3 separate regions of the Anas platyrhynchos genome follow, and regions 1 and 2 are each linked to region 3. Evidence: chromatin contacts called from public Hi-C data. All regions are on one chromosome and are shown on one strand. The core of a region is the stretch at or near the end of the contact, and the rest is flanking DNA. Distances in the headings are between cores, read along the strand shown. Region 1 overlaps CECR2 (CECR2 histone acetyl-lysine reader). Region 2 holds the start of ATP6V1E1 (ATPase H+ transporting V1 subunit E1). Region 3 holds the start of HDHD5 (haloacid dehalogenase like hydrolase domain containing 5).

What was found. Hi-C and Micro-C count contacts between places; a contact is called where the count stands out from the background.
Region 1: a Hi-C map of skeletal muscle shows a contact between it and region 3, with 2.2 times the contacts expected there. The contact joins the enhancer-like site here to the promoter of HDHD5 in region 3. A contact is called at or near these places in 3 of 8 Hi-C or Micro-C datasets (liver and skeletal muscle).
Region 2: a Hi-C map of skeletal muscle shows a contact between it and region 3, with 2.6 times the contacts expected there. The contact joins the promoter of ATP6V1E1 here to the promoter of HDHD5 in region 3. A contact is called at or near these places in 4 of 8 Hi-C or Micro-C datasets (liver, skeletal muscle and subcutaneous adipose tissue).

The regions. Positions count from the first base shown.
Region 1 is chr1:65,248,425-65,251,883 of IASCAAS_PekinDuck_T2T, forward strand. CECR2 (CECR2 histone acetyl-lysine reader) reads left to right here. Exons shown (of 19, transcript XM_038185182.2): 14 at 778-1,211; 15 at 2,429-2,557; 16 at 2,730-3,459. Among named protein-coding and RNA genes, the nearest start is that of ATP6V1E1, 35 kb to the right of the region's middle. Within about 2 kb of position 1,982, at least 3 of the 8 cell types and tissues checked have an H3K27ac peak or open chromatin away from gene starts, as enhancers often do.
Region 2 is chr1:65,282,885-65,286,169 of IASCAAS_PekinDuck_T2T, forward strand. It overlaps ATP6V1E1 (ATPase H+ transporting V1 subunit E1), which reads right to left and starts at 1,922. Exons shown (of 9, transcript XM_027466080.3): 1 at 1,754-1,922. The coding sequence starts at 1,786. It overlaps BCL2L13 (BCL2 like 13), which reads left to right and starts at 2,099. Exons shown (of 7, transcript XM_038186595.2): 1 at 2,099-2,264.
Region 3 is chr1:65,120,220-65,123,439 of IASCAAS_PekinDuck_T2T, forward strand. HDHD5 (haloacid dehalogenase like hydrolase domain containing 5) reads right to left here and starts at 1,406. Exons shown (of 8, transcript XM_038180802.2): 1 at 1,265-1,406; 2 at 945-1,148; 3 at 746-858. The coding sequence starts at 1,351.

The DNA of each region.
Region 1 (3,459 bases), core at 732-3,231, 130 kb after region 3:
TCAGCTTGTCACTGTGGGCCCTAAGTAAAAGCATTTCTGCACTGCCAGTGGGGGAACTCTGCTGTCCAAGGAACTTTTTAGTTCAGTGGAAACAACTGGAAAGTCATTTGCTTCAAGACTTTGTGATCAACACCTCTCACCTGTATTTTCCTTCTTACCCACTCCAGTGAAAAGTAGGAGCCCCTCAGAGCAGAACTGTCCTGTGGGAATTGCACAATAGTGACCGTGGTATTTGCAATAGCTTTTGTGTCACGGTCAGCAAGTGCTTTAAAAACTGTACATGGATAAATGATCTTTGCTGATTTTTTTCCTTTGTCTTGTAGCATACAGCAGAGATTTGAACCAGTCCAGCAAAAGCCTCTTGAGCAGAATCAAGTAGCATTGCTGGAATTTAACGTTTCTCTTCTCAGCACTGCTGGCTAGCAGTGCAGGTCACACATCTCTGCAAGCAGAGGTGGTGTTTGCCGTAATGTAATTCTTGGTACTATTCTGGGATGTTAGGTTAATGCTGACTGTGCAAGCCATGCTGCTAATGGTACTTTGTCATGCCTGTGTGCCTGTCCTCTGGTGGGGTTACTGAACAAATCTGATGCTGCATTGCTTATTGAGTTTAAGAATATAGACCGGTCAACTAGGTAGAAACAAAAGTCTTCCTCAAAAAAAAAAAAAAATGCAGAGAGAGATGATTTTTCTGGGGAAATGAGGAAAGTCTGATGTTGCTTAACTGTTTCTCTCTGTAAGGCTCTGTCCTTGATGTTGCTGGGTTTCTTTTGGCAGAATATACCAAGATGGCTTACAACTTGGAGAGGTGTTTCCACCGAGCAATGATGAAGCACTTCCCTGGGGAAGATGGAGACACAGATGAGGAGTTTTGGATCAGAGAAGACGGGAGGCGGGAGAAGAGGAGCCGGCGGGCTGGCCGCTCCAGCGCTGGCAATGTTTGGACTCGGTCACGAGACCCAGAGGGACCAGGCAAGAGGCAGCAGCGCCTGGAAAATGGAGGGAAACCTCCACCATATCGAGCTGCTTCGAGGGCTCCCGCCTCCTCCTCCTCTTCCTCCTCCTCCTCCTTCTCCTCGTCCTCTGCAGAGGATCCAAGTGGCAACCCCATGCAGCCTCCTCGAGAAGTGGGCCCTTCCAATGGGCGAGGTTTCCCCCGCTCGCTGCAGTACGGCGGCATGCCCAGCCCCGTGCCACATCCCGGCCAGATGGTAAGGAGTAGTTTCTGCTGTTCTTCATCGATCCTGCCTGCGGAGGGAGGCGGGGAGGGAAAAGGGAATTGAACTCTCCCCTGTGGAATCCCTACTTTGTGGCAAGGATCTCCTCCCAGAGATTGAGGGTCGGAGCTGTGGTTTCTCAAACTGAAACTTTTCAGCCCTTAAATTTAAACCGATACAGTTCGGCCTTACCCGGTCTTTGTGTAGTTGGCTGAGGAGATAGGACTGGAAATAACACGCTCTGTTAAGAGTAGCTGGGGCTAGAAGAGTAGCTACTTCTGTAACTGGAGGCTGAACTAGATCGCTACCACACTAATTAGGAAAGGTCTAACAACATTTTTTGCAGGCAAGTACCCATGTGTGCTTGGGCAGCCCTGGCTCCCCAGTTTTCTCTCTCTCCCTGGAGAGGTGCCCCATTGTGCACGTAAAGCAGTCACGTTTCCTCTTTCAACCTCCAGTTTATGATGCTGAACGAGCCAGCCTTCTTTTGTCTCAATTGTTTACAGATGCCTGGTAACTTTGTGCCATCTGCATACTACTGCATTCTGTGCCTTGATATTTATAAAAGCAGTAAACAAAACCACACACAAGGCCACCCTGGGCTGCAGCAGTGACCTCCCTTTAGCCTGATGTTTCCTCTCCGAGGGCCACTTGTTCTGCCTCTTCTATGGGCTGTTCCTCACCCATCCTTTACTGTCTTTTCCTTTTTAACCCATGGTGTCTTGTGGTGTAGTGTGACAGCTGCTTTTCTGAGATCCAGGCTATTCCTCACTTTTTTAGCTGGAAATAAAACGTTTTAGAGTGATTCTTGTGACGCAGATAGCAGAAGCCAGTAGGAGAGCTGGAGCCAGCAAGTATTTTGAAAGCAATCCAGCATGGTCCCCTTTGTTCTGCTCACGTGCTCTTGTGGTTTGCTCCAAGGACAGGAATAAACCACCGTCCCCTCCAGTTGTCTTACTTGCTTCCGAATAGCTGGGTGGTAGGTGAGTGTATCACAACCTGAGCTCAGGGATATATGATACTCTTTGGCAGGAGAGCTGTGTCATTTCATAGAAAAGCCTACAGGTTTTTCATGGCATCTCCAAAAAGCCTGTCTGTTCTGTGTGGTTCTTTTGGTCTTGGCTTACCCCCTGCTTGAAGCAGCTCTGCTGCTTTTTTGCATCTCACAAATGTGTTTATTTCTCCTTCCTGCACCCTTCCCCATCCCCCAGAGACCAGCTGTGCCAGGAACGTTCGGTCCCCTGCGCGGATCAGATCCAACAAAACTGTATGGCTCACCGCGAGTGCCAGAGCCCCATCCTGGAGACCCGGTTCAGCAGCACCAGCACTTTGCCATGCAGGTAAATTGTTTCATAACAATAAATCACGGCACCCTGCAGGTCCCCTCTGGTGTGTGGGGGACTCCCTGATGGCCCCTGCGGTGGCATTGCCTCTCAGATCAACCTGCTGGCATGCCAGCATCAGTCTTTTCCCACCTCCCTCTCACTGACACCCCTCTTTCTGCCTCCCCAGCCGGCCGTGGGACTGAGCGAGCACCGTGGGCACAGGCTGGCTGCCCCTGAGAAGCAGGTGTGTGCGGGGCCGACCCACGTCACCGGCCTCGGACCCCGTCCTGGCACCCTGCAGCTGGGGCGTGTCAGTGGCCCCCCTCCGGACGCCGTCTACCCGCCAGCCCAGTTCCAGCAGGGCTTCCTCCCTCCAAGGCACAACGGGCCTCCGGTGAGGCCGCCAGAAGGCTCGGAGATGCCCCCTGGACATATGTACCGGCCCTACAAGTACCTGAACCGTGGGCACCCGGCCCTGTGGAATGGCAGCCACAGCGCCGCCAGCCAGGGTGCCGTGGGGCCGGAGGAGAAGGCACCCATGGGGCCAGCGCCCTCGCTGCAGCCCCGCGCCATCGGCCACATGATGGAGCCCCGGGCCTTACGGCCTCCTCTGCCTCCCAGCCAGTGGACTGAGCAATCAAACTTCCTACCTCACGGGGTGCCTCCCTCAGGGTACATCAGACCACCCGGGAAAGCTGCTGGCCAGAGGATGCCGCAGCCGCCGGCCGCTCTGTTCGGGGGACCGGCTCAGGTTCAGAGAGGGTGCCAGGGTGGGGACTCGATGATGGACAGCCCAGAGATGATCGCCATGCAGCAGCTGTCCTCCCGCGTGTGCCCGCCGGGCGTGCCTTACCACCCTCGCCAGCCACCCCCGCCGCACCTCCCTGGACCCTTTCCCCAGCTGGCTCACGCCGCCT
Region 2 (3,285 bases), core at 672-3,171, 160 kb after region 3:
CTCAAGTGGACCATGAAACCCTCCTTTTTGCTCGCACTTAACGACAAGACACATTTAAATCTGGTCTGAATAAAATTGCATGAAGGATTCTATTCATATCTCATATCTCATGTTGAAATGAGACATTTTAAAGAGATAAGAAAGGTGCCAATTTGAGAACTGAGCCAATGCGCTGCCAGCACCATGCCCGCATAAACTAAAAACCAGAAGTGAACAGACAAGCGGAAGATTTTAGGCACATACAGCGGAAGAAGTGAATGACAGTATCTACATCCTCAAAATCAGGTCAACCATTTTTATTTTAACTCCAGTTTGCAACACTTCTAAGCACGAGTCTACCTCCAAGGTCAGTTTCTTATCTTATCCACTTGTCTGATCTGACAGCTGATCAAATCAAGCTTTAGATCTGCTTTTCAGAAAGGACAAGAGGCAGATAAAACATGTAAATAATTTCACCAAATACCCTGGTGTTGAAGGAAACTAAGGACCTTTCTACAGCAACAGTAACCCTTATATTACTGAGCGACTTCCTCCAGTTTATTTTCCAAATGTTGGAAGAGTTCTTTAAAAAGTTTCAGATGTTCAAGAAATGTCCTCTGTATAACAAAGCAGAGTAAGACAGAAGCAAGGCGATATGTCATCCGCTTTGCCATGTCTGTTTAGACCAAACATTGTTATTGCTTTTGTAGTTTGTTGTACTGAAATCTCTTTTTGTTCTTCATAGGAATGAAAAGAGATATTAAGTGAGGCTTCCAGACCTAAAGGTATTAGATGTAACAATTGATTAAACACTGTTGATGAAAGAAAGCAAGTAAAGCAAGGTCTTTAAAAGACATTTAGATGTAGAGCTTAGGGATATGGTTTAGTGGAGGACTTGTTAGTGTTAGGTCAGAGGTTGGACTCGATGATCTTGAGGTCTCTTCCAACCTAGGCAACCCTGTGATTCTGCAAATCCGAGATTGATGAATGGAGATGATTTTTAATGTGAAAATCATTGAAAGCACCATGGTCAGTAGCTAAGATTTCAGAGGATCAGCTGGTAGGTTCACACCAGGGTTTATGCACATGTAGAACTGTGGTGCCATCAGCAGCGTGCCCCTTTCCAGTCAACAGGATCACTGCAGGTTCAACAGTGCAACCCTACAGGCAAACTGCAGGTGCGAAACTCCATCGGCACCGTGTGTTTGGTGTATCCACAGACCCTGAGCTCACCTTTGCGGCTCACACCCACGGCAGCTGGGCAAGCCCCGAGCAGGTCACCTTTATTTTTACAACCTTCAGGGAGAGGGAACAGAGAAAGCCAAGCAGCCAGCTTTGCAAACGAAGCGCACGGGGCGCTCGTTGGCTCTGCCCATGCCTTGCCGGAGCCCAGATCGGGCCGGATCCGTGCGGTCTGCAGCAGCGGCCGGCGGCTCGGTGCCGGCTGTGCGGGGTGCGTGGTGTCACTGAGGGCGCCGTGCCCTCCCCGGGGACGCTCCCAGCGCGGGGGCCGCCGTGCCCGGGGCAGGGGGCTGAGGGACGGCGCCTGGCGGCGGGGCAGGCGGGCGGGGGGGGCGGCGGCGCCTCGATAAAGGCGGCACCTGAGGGGGCGGCAGGGGCGGGGGGGCACCTGCGACCTTACCCCTGGGTGCCCGCCCCACAAAAACCCAAACCCATTCCGTCCGCCGCCCCCTCTCCCCCCGTGTAAACCCTCTCCCCCACCCCCATCTCGCAGCCGAGCCCCTTCCCGCTCCCCACCCCCCCCGCTCCCCACCTGCTTCTGGACGTCGGCATCGCTGAGCGCCATGGCTGCTGCGGGACGCGGGGTGCAGGGTGCGGGGCGCGGAGCCGCTGCGAAGCGAAGCGAAGCGAAGTGGATCCGGTTCGGCTCCCGGCTGCCACCGCCGCCTCGCCCGCTGACGTCACGGGGAGGGAGGGGGAGGGAGGGGGAGGGAGGGGGCGGGCCCCTCATGGCGCTGCGTCACCCCCCCCCTCCCCTCCCTCCCTCCCCTCCCCTCCCCTCCCTCCCTCCCCTCCCTCCCCTCGGCGCGTGACGCGGGCGCGCAGCCGCCCCCCCCCCAAGCCCGCAGCGGACGCGCGCGCCGTGACGCGCGGCCCCGCCCCTCCATCATGGCGGCGGCGGCGGCAAATTAGGGCCGAGCCCTCTCCGCCCGGCGCGGGCGCTCGCCCCCTCCCCTCCCCTCCTCCTCCTCCTCCTCGCCCCCCGCCCCCTCCTCAGGCGGCTCCGGCCCGGCCCGGCCCCGCCCCCTCCGCCGCCGCCGCAGGTGAGCAGGGGCCGGGGTGGGGCGGGCGGGTGGCTTTCCCGGCGGGCGTTTGTTGCTGTGGTTGCCGCCCCCTCCCGCAGCGATTTTGGGGAGGGGAGGGGCGGCCATTACAGGGGGTCGGGGGGGGGAAATGGGGAATAAAATGGGGATCGGGGGCACTGCTGGGCTCGTCCCTCCCAGGCAGGGGCGATCCGTGCCTGTGCTGCTGGGCTGGGAACTTTTCGGCGCGTTGGGCACCCGGGGAAGCCAAAAATCCTGTGAGGCTGCAGCGCCCAGCGCGTACAGCGAGTGGAGGGCTTCTCCCCTCAGGGGTGCAGGAATTAAGGAATTTCTAATTTTTGTATGAAGTAATTAGTAATAATTCTGATTTATTTTTTTTTTAAGAGGCAGTAGATGAATCTGCCAGACCAGCAGTCGCCTCCTTGCCCACATTTTGGAGGCTCCTCACAGTGCCTTGCCTCCCCTGCTCCCCACACCTCCCCGCCCAGCTTTGTCTCACCCTCTTGAGCAGTTCCTGGGCTCTCTTTCCATCTTACCCCACTACTGGGAAGCTCTCCTTCCTCTGGGCTGGTGTTTCAAGCTGTGCGTGTCCCTTTCTAAACCCACTCGTTCCTGAAAAATGGTCTTTTCTGCAATATTTACAGTATCTGAGTCAATATTTGCCTACTTCTGTATGAAAACAAAAACAATCATGCACAATTTAAAGTGAGTAATTTGGTTACTTCGTTGTGGGCTCCTCTCAGAGGAGGATCAGCGGTCCTGAGGTGTATTTCCAGGCTGATGCTTTTAGGAGAAGCTTCAGACAGTTCTTCCATTCGAGTTAAGTCTCTCTTGTCACTTCAGCATAAAAGTACCTCTCCAAATATATTGTGATTACTTCTATTTATTTATTTTTATACACATCTGAAGCTTTTTTCTCCATTCTTTTCCCAGGGAAGCATTAGCCACTATTTAAATAAGTTGTGGTCTGATTCTCACTCCCCCCCAGGTGCTGAGCTAGGCATGCCAAAACTGGCACGAA
Region 3 (3,220 bases), core at 156-2,655:
AAGCCCTCAGTTAGAGAGAGAACCATGATCCAAATCCACCCCTTCAGAGAAGCTGAGCAGAAGCAGGTTAGGATGAAGTTCTCCTTCCAGAGCTAACCCTGGCATTAAAGGCGACATGCCTTCAAAGGAACGGGGCTGTGCAAACGAGGGGAAGCTGCCCAAAGCACTTCGGTGATGAAGCTGATGGGCTGAAATGGTGAGCAGACACACGGTCCAAGATGCTGTAGATGTTGCAGGCAGTTCTTACCTCCTTGCAGATACGAGCTATGTCAGACCCTTACCTTGGGAGGACCGTATGCATGTGGGATTGTCTTTTAAACCATGTCTCTGCTGTACCACGATGCTCTGGCTCTAATGATGTTTGAGACGCTTCAATTGCTATTAGATTGCTGGGGAAAACCTCAGTTGTGGAAGTGCTGGGAGTGACCTACAAGGCATTTTGCCATGAAAAAAGTGGCAGGAGCATAACTTTATCTCAAAAGTGAGTCCCCCTGATGACATCTTGCTAGCGAGAACACAGCTCGGAGGAGGGGTAATCAGCATGAGAGGCGAAATGCTGACCAAGGAAAGCCAAGAAGGGCTGAGATGGAGATCGGCAGTAAGTGCCTACAGCTGAGCCTCTCCCCGTAACACAGCAGAGGTCTTTCTGTCCCCTTGTGCCCCTACAAGCTGACCGGGCAGGTGTTACGTGCAGGGGCAGAGCAGGAATGGCAGCAAGAAGCAGTCTGCGCACAGCAAAGGATACTTGTGGGCGTTCTCCTCCACGGGCCCCTGCCCGGCCACCAGCATGCACCTGCGGTGGAACTGGCTGAAGAGCCGCAGCGGGCTGTGGGACAGGATCACCTGCTCCGGAGACACCTGCGGGGACAGCAGAGGCGAGCCCAGGCTGCCGGGGGGGGGGGGGCCGGCAGGGCCGTGCTGGGGCTCCCCGGGGCTCCCCTCACCTGCAGCCCCAGCGCCTGGGCCAGCTCCCGGGCCTTGGCGGCCCGCAGGCAGTTGCCGGCGTTGGTGAGGAAGACGACGGGCACCCGCAGCCGCCCGCCGGCGCCCGCCAGCCTGCGGAAAGCCTCCCGCGCGGCGGGCAGCACCTGGCTGCCCCGCACCAGCACGCCGTCGATGTCGAAGAGGAAGCCGAAGGCCGGCGGCGGCTGCAAGGCGAGCGGAGGAGCCCGCGGTCAGCGCCCGGCCGCCATTTCCCCAGCCCCAGCGGCCGCCCCCCGAGCCCAGCGCGGGCCCCGCCGCCGCCGCCGCCGCCGCTCCTCACCCGGCCCCCGGCGCTGCACCCCCGGCCGGGCGGCCCCGCAGCGCGCAGCGCCCCGCGCCCGGCCCGCAGGCAGCCCCGCAGCGCCATGCCGGCCCCTGCCTCCTGCTGCCTGGCCCCGCACGGCTCGGCCCGGCTCGGCTCGGGGCAGGGCACGCCGGGGCTCGTAGTTCCCGGACTACAGCTCCCGGCGGGCGCGGGGCTGGGGGGCGGCGCTGAGGGCGGTGTCTTGGCACGCCTGGCAGAGCCGCTGCCCTGCCGCCGCTCGGTTTTTTCCACAGAAACCCACGTCTACTGGGCTCCTGCCTGCAGATTGTACAATCTTCCGAAGCCCCGAGCCTGTTCCTGGCTCTGCTGGTGTGTCCCAGCGGCTCCCTCTTTTTTCCAGCAATGTTTGCTTGCTTTCTGGATAGGCTTAAGGTCTCCCGACTCCTACAACTTCAAGCATCAATTACACAAAGTCCAGAATTATTTGTTTCCCTCACCACGAACGTGGCTGTTAATTAGCTTTGGACCCACCTTCACACCCTTTCTGCAGCGCTGTTAAAGCACTGGCCCCGCAGGGTTACGCATTTTTACAGCTGGTGACACCTCCTCAAGCGCCTTTCCCTTGACTGAATTACCTATCGCGTATTTCACAGCGTTTCCACAACCTGCCCAGCACCCCTACGCTTCCCTACAAGCGCCTGCAGCTCCTCCTCGCCCTGGCAAAGCTTATGCCGGCCATGGAAGCATGACGGAAAGCTCAGCCCCCCTGCAGCACGGGGTTAAAGCCTCTTGCTGAGCACAGCTCCGTGGGGACGCCCCCACCGCCGGCAGGGGTCCCCGCTGCTCCACGGGCCCGCGGCTGGCACAGGGCTCTCGGCACGGGGGGAGCAGGGGGCCCTGCTGGAGGGAGGGCTTGTTCCGCCCTAAAGGGAAAAAAAAAATGGGTTTAGGGAGGATAGCGGGGAAAAGCAGTGAGCTTTTGGAGATCCGGTGCATGGGAGAGTTGGTTTCCCACTCCCTGGCTGGGGGTGAGCTGCTGCCCCTGCTGCTGTTTGGTTTGCAGGCTCTGTTTTCTTCCTGTGAACCAGCAGAAAATGCGGCTGGGGCTGGGGTCAGCGGGGGGATTTGGCACCCACCCAGCCTCCGAGCTCCCCGCGTGGGGTGACTCGTGTGGCGGAGGCCAGGCGGGTGAAGAGGTGCCCCCAGAGAGCGCTTGTGTGTGCCCCAGCTCCCGGGGGGCTGGCAGAGATGCCGTATTTATTTTTACAAGGAAGGCCGCCCAACAGGCCCAAGTGTTTATTTTTAAACTGCCGCGGAGGGAGTTTGCCAGCGGTCGGGCACAGGCTGAGCCTGGCACGCGTGGCAGGGGCTGAGGGCGGCCAAGCACCGCACCCCGCAGCGCCTGCCTGGGCTGCCGAGCCCAGCACTGCCAGCACCAGCAGGCAGCCTTTACCCCGCTTGTCCCTGCACTGAACACCCAGCCATGTAATTTTCCTTCAAGAAAGGAAAATTTCATCGGCAACGCTACTAGGTTTTGCATGTTACATGTGGGCCCTTTGATTTCTTCTACGGGCGCATCTGGAAAGATCTGTGTCCCCTAACAGCCCCAGTGCCCCAGGGACTGGCTGTCTGCCCTTCTCACACCAGTCTGCGGGGGATTTTCTTCCTCTCTCTACCCCGACCTCGGAGTTTCCCCCACCCCCTTTCAGAGCTGGCTTTAAAGACAAGCAAAACAGCCAGTTGCCCGCAGCCTTCTCCTGTGGGTTCCTGTGTAAACTTTGCAGCTCTGTTTTCCCTGGACTCTTAGCCCTGTCATCACCCCCCCTCTCCCACCCACCCCCTTCTTGACCTTCTAACATCCCCCTCGAAAGCAGCCCTACCTTCAGTCTCTTTTCTTACTGCAGAGGCTCTGGTGGCCTGAGCCAACCCTCCCCCCAGTTTATCTCTTTTCTTTCCCTGCTGCAGCCTGCT